2 separate regions of the Mus musculus genome follow, and region 2 is linked to region 1. The links are chromatin contacts, called in public Hi-C maps. All regions are on one chromosome and are shown on one strand. Each heading gives the region's core, a stretch centred on a gene start, on an enhancer-like site or on the middle of the called end of the contact. The rest is flanking DNA. Distances are from core to core; before and after follow the strand shown. Region 1 has its middle 47 kb from the start of Gm30395. Region 2 overlaps Tcerg1l (transcription elongation regulator 1-like).

Region 1 (3,587 bases), core at 540-3,039:
TAAGATGAAACAGAAGGTGCAGCTGGGGGGAGATTGCAGCACAATCAATGCCAGAGGTGGGTGACGGTCACCCAATCAATAGGAAAAATGAACAGCAACAGATGAAGAGCCAAACGCAGCCGAGCACCATGCTCTGTGTTTCCTTCTGAGCCCTCAGCAGAAACAATAGCATTCACATTGACAGGAGAAGGAGATCTCTCCAGGGGCCTCCAAACTTCTGACATTGCACCATAGCTTGTGGTCTATCATGTGTCAGAGCTAGCCTAGGATGCATGTGGACCCTGGGTGTGGTGTGTCAGAATCAGAGGTGACAAGGAACAAGGTTGACCACAGTTAAGAACACCTTAGTATAAGTTAGTGAAAGTGAAGGTGCTCTCAAGTTGTACTTCTAAGCAAAAGCCCATTAGAAAGAAACCTCGTGTGTGTGTGTGTGTGTGTGTGTGTGTGTGTGTGTGTGTGTGTGTATTTGTGTGTAGATATGGATCCAAATGTGTTGTTCTATCATTTATGATGCTGGAAAATGGGGTCATTTGGATTCCTATGATGAGAAAATAGGAGGATAAGTCATGTAGTGCTTACAGGACTCATGGGTATGTGGCAGAAAGTCAACCTGGGGGAATCTGCACAAAACATCAAGTCCCAGAATACAGACTGACATTTATAAGGAATGTCAAAAAATATGAACTATGCATGGATGTTCAGGCAAATCACAACCCTCCATACAATGTGGAGTGACCCTACGCTGACAGGACAATCCTTGAAGGGAAATCCTTGGTGAGAGCTGCTGTGGCCCCACAGGATCAGCTGCTGGGCTCTTGGGTGTAGATTCACTGCTCAGGAGGTCCAGCTTCCCTCATGAGGACTACAGCACAGAGCCCTGAACCAGCAGGCATCCAAGCTATGCAGAACACAAAAGGGCATGGCCAGGAGGGAGGTGGGGGGGGGCTGGGAGGACCCCAGAGCCTTCTCTGCAGCATAGCATTGGAAGGATGATTTCACTGAGAGGGAGTGGGATGAGAGCGGAGGATGGGGGCCATGAAATGACCCAAGTGCATTACATACTTATATGAAATGGTCAAAGAAGTAAAAAGTGGGAAGGAATGGGAAGATTAACTGGTGAATTTTAGCTTTATGCTATGCTTTCAAGGTCCTGTTGTTTTCCTAAAGTATCCATCACATTGTGTTAGGGAATTGGAGAACAATGGGGGGTAGTTACCCAGAGTAACAGCAATAGGCAATATCGTCTAAGGAGAAAAGAGATTGGAAAGCCATACAGCAGAGCAGGGTTTTTTGTTGAAGCTGCCAAATGGGTTCCCCTTGCTTTTCATTTGATGTTGTTTTGTGCCTCTGTGTTTTAAAAATATTGTGTAGCAACAAGATAAACCTTTAAACATAAGCATCATCGTAGCATCCCCTGAAGCTTCCCCCTGAAGGGAGTCTCCCATTTTGCCTGCCCATTCTGTCTCCACCTCTTTCAGAAGTCCCTTGGCAGAAACACAGGCCCCCCTGAGCACAGCCTCTTTCTGCGGGGAGGTTATAACCGGGCCGCTGGAATGAGTTGCTCCCACCCTCTGGACTATATGTTTCTCTGGAGGTTGTAAAGGGAAGGGGTCTGGGACCAAATATGAAGTGTGTTACACCTGCCTGTGCCCCTCCTTAGTGAGTGGCACTTGTTCAGTGACAGAATCTTTATAACTGCTGTCCTGACAGCCTCCCTCAGAGCTTGGTGTACTAGAAAAGCAAAGAGGCACTGAAGGACTTGAATTCTCCCCAGCTTCCCCACACCTCTCAGCACATGAAACACCTAGCACTATGGCAAAAGTTCCTCAGCCTGCATTACTCAGGCTTTTGCCTCTGCCCCCACTCCTCCACCTCTGCTGAACCTCAAAGCCAACCCTCCCTGTCATAGCCCATCCTGTGTCCTGTGCTCACACTCACCAACTATAAACATGGAGCATAAACTCCCAGGAAAGAGAGTGAGGATATCCCGTTCTTAGTGAGACAACGTGGCCTCCTAGCCTCAGTGAGACTGACTGTGTGGCTTCCTTCTTCCGTGGGATCATGTGACTGGCTTCCTCTTTCCAATAGGACCAGATGGTTCTTCGGACATTAGTGCATGCCTCCTGGCTTCCTCTTTGCATACACAAGACTCTTACTGTCCAGTTCAGCCTCCCCAGTGACATCTTGACATCTTTTGGCAGATTTGGTCACTTCTTTTTGAGTGTTCAGTAGCTACACAAAGCCTCCACAAAGTTACAGAAACAGGGCCCACTAGACAGCACATATCTTCTTTCTGGACCTATCAGGGCCAGGGTGCCTCTGTGGTGGCAGCCATGAGACATCCCTGAGGAGCCTCCATCTCTGAGGAGCCATGGCCTCGGGCAGGGTGGGGAGATGTGCCCAGCTGGAGTCACCGAATCATGCCCCACAAAGGGACCTGGTTCGGGTCTGCCTTCCCACAGATCTAGCTCTGTGCCTAGAGTTGGATTTATCAGATTTGCCCTTAGAAGGTTGCTGTGCCCTTGGAAAGAGAAGAAAGACTCTCCCTAAGAGGTGCCCTGCCACAGACAAAGTGCTTTCTGCGCAGTCAGGTACATTCTCTGTCTGCATACTTGACAGCGTGAGAGAAGTTGGTGATTATATCCTGGGGGACCTTGGAAGAGAAATCACTCACTGCCTTAGAGCAGTTGTCACCCTATGAGGTCAGGGTTTGGATGGCTCTGTGATTGTGGCTTTGCAGATGAAGATAAATGAGCACAAAAGAAATTGTTCTTGACCATCAGTGTCAGGGACAGGCTCCCCGAGGCTTCTGTTTCCTCACACCTAATCTCTCTCCTGCCTCTTGTGGTGTCTCTTGGCTACAACGGTGTTGTGATATCTCTGCAGAGTAGAAGGAGAAAGCCCATGAATTGCAAGGGAAGAAAGGAGCAGAGCAGACATTGAAAATAACAATATAAGCTTTTATCTGTTGAAAAATATAAATGTTTAAGTTACTACGATTGTGTGTGTGCATGATGTGTGTACATGTGTGTGAGTATATGACTACAGGCACATGTGTACTACAGTGTGCACGTGGAGGTTAGAGGACATGTGGATTGTTTCTCTCCTCCCACCTTCATGCTGGCTGAGGGGATTGAATTCAGGTCATCATGCTTGCCTAGCAAGCACCTTTACCTGATGAAACATGTCGTTGCCTAGAGATAGATAGATAGATAGATAGATAGATAGATAGATAGATAGATAGATAGATAGATAGATTGATTGATAGATGGGTGGGTAGGTGGGTGGGTGGGTGGGTAGATAGATAGATAGATAGATAGATAGATAGATAGATAGATAGATAGATAGATGATGGGTGGGTGGGTGGGTGGGTGGGTGGGTGGGTGGATGGATGGATGGATGGATAGATAGATAGATAGGCAGACAGACAGACAGACAGACAGACAGACAGACAGACAGATATCAATCTTGACCTGTCATAGTTTTCAGATAGATAGATGTATAGGCACTGGTGGGAAATCAGAGTTTAAGGGGAAACAGCAGTCACCTTGCCCCATGCTCACCTGGTATATGCAAATGTGTTCATA
Region 2 (3,587 bases), core at 772-3,271, 76 kb before region 1:
CAGCAGCCAGCTGGCAGAGAGGCAGGTGGTGCTCGTACAGCTTGGGGAGGGCTGATCCTGAGGGTGGAACAGTGGTTGGTTTTTCTCTTATTTACTCATTAGGCCCATCTGAAGGGATGGTGATGTCTGGAGGCACAGGGGCTGGGGCTGGCCTCTGTGACGTCAACAGTCAGGTATCTTTTCTAATGTGCATCTCATTAGAGAGGAATATGCATCAAATAAAGCAAATTCATGCAACGAATGTAGGTGTCTAAGAGAAATCCAGTCAGTTTTCAGATGGGCTGGCTTGAGCGCCTCAGCTGCCTGCTGCCTTCCAGAGCACCGAGGCTGACCCTTCAGCTGTGTTAATGTGATGTTTCTTTCAGCTGAAAGCAGTGATGGTTCCAGCTCAGATGATGGCAGTGAGGACCAAAGTGTGAAAACCAAGAGGAACAGGTAGGTGGCACTGTTCTCTCCCACTGTGTCTTCCCTTGATGCTTTGGTGCTGTGAAGAGAAAGTACTTTGACTGCATTGAATCTGAGCAAAAAAAAAAATAGTTTAACTGGGAAGCATATAGCTTCATTATCTCTTGGCACCTGTTCTGCTGAAGTTCAGGGTCACATGCTCAGCTTCCAGAGCCATGTGGAAGTGGCCATGTGGCCCACTGCTCAGGGCAGACCTGTGCTTTGTAAGATACTAAATCAAGGCAGGCAGTTCTGGCTGGACATTGCATCTCTGGGTCTTGCTTGCAACCAATTCAACCCGTGTCTAAGAAGTTCGTTCCTCTGCAAGTAAAACTCTGGACCTGTCTGCAGAATCGCATATGACACTTAGTGACACGGAGGAATCTATCAAGTTTGCTTGTCATTGCCTGGCTGCAAGGGTGGGATGAAAACTTGTCCTTTCTCTTCTAATGGTCTCTCACAAGGCCACTGGTTTGTCTTCTGTATACCTAACATCTTATATAGGGGGCTACTCTAAACAATATAGGCATCTTGAGTCCTCAGAACAGGACAGATGGGAGGAAGGATGGAGCGATAGGCACCTTTGTGGACTGAGAACAGTGGGGTTGAGTCTGGAGTGCCAAGCAGTACTTCGAAGGCTATGGACCAAAAAGTTAAAGGTGTTGGTCAGGCATGTTGGCAACATTTCCTCCTCAAAAATTGTCCTTAGAAGACGCAGACATTTGGCATAACAAAGGATAAGATCTTGCTTCCATTTTCACTTCTTTGCTCCTTCATCCTGAGATATTTCAGTAAACAAAGGAATGGTGTGGGAAATAGATGCTGGGCCAGCATTCCCAGAGAGCTGAAACTTAGAGTGGATTCCTCTTTCTAATGAACGCACCAGTTAGATCGGAGGGAGAACAAGGGGAGTTCAGAACCAAGAGGAAACCCACAGGGCTTTACAGAAGTATGCACTAAATTTTAAGCAAACAAAACCATTATGCAGGTAAAAGTCCGAACACTGTTTTTCTCATCCCTGGGCTTCTACATGCTGTATCCCAGTCTGGGGTGGCGCTGGATGTGTGAAGGGTGAGCTTCCATGAAGCAGAGATAGGTCTCTGTGTGACCCTGGGACCAAACCTGTCATCCAAATCTTGGAGTCCTCTGTTTTCTGACTGCCTCAACTCTTGCCCTTAAAAGGCCACTTGTACTTTGTAGGAGGGTCCAAGAATACCCACTTGGCCACAGGAGATTTTTATGCAGGGCCTTTGATGGTTCAAGACTTCTAGGAATTGGGAGGAAGGGCAGCTTTTGGGCTACTATGCTCACACCATGGTTGTCAGCCAAGCTGTTCCAGCTGGTCTGTGTACCCATACCCTACATTTGAAACACAAGACAAGCTCCCCGTGGTGCAGGGGACATGGACTGGCCTCGGATTCTGAGCAGTTGGCATTTAAATAACATCAACACATTAATTCTGGTTTTAATCATCTGAATGACTTCCAGAATGAAAGACTGACTTTGAAGCAAGCACAGATGTTTCCTGTGGAGCTGCTCCAATGTCTGCAGTTGTGCACATGTCTATCCACTGCAGCTAGGGGAGGGGCTGGTGCCTGTCACATGCTGGTGAGCCTTCAGGCCCACCAGGTCCTCACCAGGGCTGCCTTGGTGAGACTGTGTCTGCCTAACAAACTCAGGCAGGAAAATGTTCTGTAGCCATGAAGCAGCCAGACTGAGAACCTAGCATATTCTAGGAAGCTCTGGAAACCATTCATTTCTGAGCTGGTGTATAGAAAGAGGCTGGGTCTCTCCTGTGTTTGCAGAAGGTGGGTTTGCTCTGTACAAGCAAAGGCAAGCGTTCCTTGATGTGCAGAGGGTAGGCCACCCACCCTGTGTTCACAGAAGTTGAGTCTTCCCCTGTATGTGCAGAGGGTGGGCCTGCCGTGTGTGTTGAAAGAGGATCTGGTTCGTTTGTCTGCCTGTGCCTTGTAGAAGGCAGCCCTGTTGTGTCTGCAGCCCCACCGTGGTGCAGTTTCTTACTACACAGTTTTCTGCAGTGCCCATGACACTTCATGCCCCACTGCATTTTACAAGTGGCACCTCAGAGATCTTGGCACTATATGCATTTGATATTACAGAATATAATCTTGACCTGCCCCTTTAGTATAAATAACATTTTTTTCTACTTTCAAGAGCACTGAAAACCCTCTTGCAAGGGGTAACTGCTGGCCCAATGTGTCATGATATATAGAAACAGGGGCTAAATGATGATGGTGGTGATTCTAGATTCTTCTCCACCCCTGCATTTTTGATGAGCTCTGGCACAGCTGATACCCACTTGGGGCATTCAAACACAGATGGAATTAAATTGATTGTGCCGATAATGTAGGCGCAAATGATACTTCTCCTAAAATTCCCTTGGAGGAGAAATATGTCACAATGACAAGCTTTCAAAACACAAAAGTATTTTAAACTACCTGGTGAGTGCCATTTCCGAAAGCTTGTTATTTACTATTTAGTAGAATGTGTTCCTGATGCAAACTCATCCATCTTCCCCAGGACCAGAAAATTGACTTACTGCTGTGTGTCCTCTTCACGTATGGTGCTTGGCAGCCCTGCCACTTCCTACCTTCTGAGGAGTGGGTCTTTTTACCGTTTGGACCTGCTTTGAGAGTGCTATCTATTTTAGGGAGTTGAGACTTGACTTCAAATTCAAATGGAATCACTTGAGGGAACTCAGCAAAAAGATGTCATCTAGTTTAGAAATCAAAATGGAAGTAACCATGAAACATTATAGGGAAGTTGTCATTGGCATAAATGGCAGCTTACCCCATCCTGAGAAGCCAGGTTTTGTCAGGCAGGAATAGCAGTCCCCACTGAATAGATGAACTTTGTCCTTTAGTTACCATTAGCACTGTGGCTTTGATATAGTTTTGATATTTCCATCACACTGGTATAGATTTCTTCCACTAGGTTGACTAAATGACAGGTCATGTTGCCTCTAACATTTTGGGGTGCAGTTAGTGGCTTTGGATGTACAAAGCTGACTGTCTCCTGCCATAAAAGTGTCAGATCAAGTAGAGTGTTTTGGTGGTGAATCTTGATGATCAACTTTGCAGGATTTAGAATTACCTAGGAGACGCACCTTTGCATGTATCCAC

What was found. A called contact is a pair of places that touch in the nucleus more often than the background predicts.
Region 2: a Hi-C map of granulocyte-monocyte progenitors shows a contact between it and region 1, with 2.1 times the contacts expected there. The contact joins two enhancer-like sites. A contact is called at or near these places in 4 of 484 Hi-C or Micro-C datasets (ECoMG-derived neutrophils, granulocytes, granulocyte-monocyte progenitors and 1 more) and 2 of 115 datasets of contacts at active chromatin or transcription factors (astrocytes and neural progenitor cells).

What each region holds. Positions count from the first base shown.
Region 1 is chr7:138,169,078-138,172,664 of GRCm38.p6, reverse strand. No RefSeq gene overlaps it. Among named protein-coding and RNA genes, the nearest start is that of Gm30395, 47 kb to the right of the region's middle. Within about 2 kb of position 1,789, at least 12 of the 459 cell types and tissues checked have an H3K27ac peak or open chromatin away from gene starts, as enhancers often do. A contact at or near this core is called in granulocyte-monocyte progenitors, where this site is marked.
Region 2 is chr7:138,245,220-138,248,806 of GRCm38.p6, reverse strand. Tcerg1l (transcription elongation regulator 1-like) reads left to right here. Exons shown (of 12, transcript NM_183289.3): 8 at 366-435. Among named protein-coding and RNA genes, the nearest start is that of Gm51503, 22 kb to the right of the region's middle. Within about 2 kb of position 2,021, at least 15 of the 459 cell types and tissues checked have an H3K27ac peak or open chromatin away from gene starts, as enhancers often do. A contact at or near this core is called in granulocyte-monocyte progenitors, where this site is marked.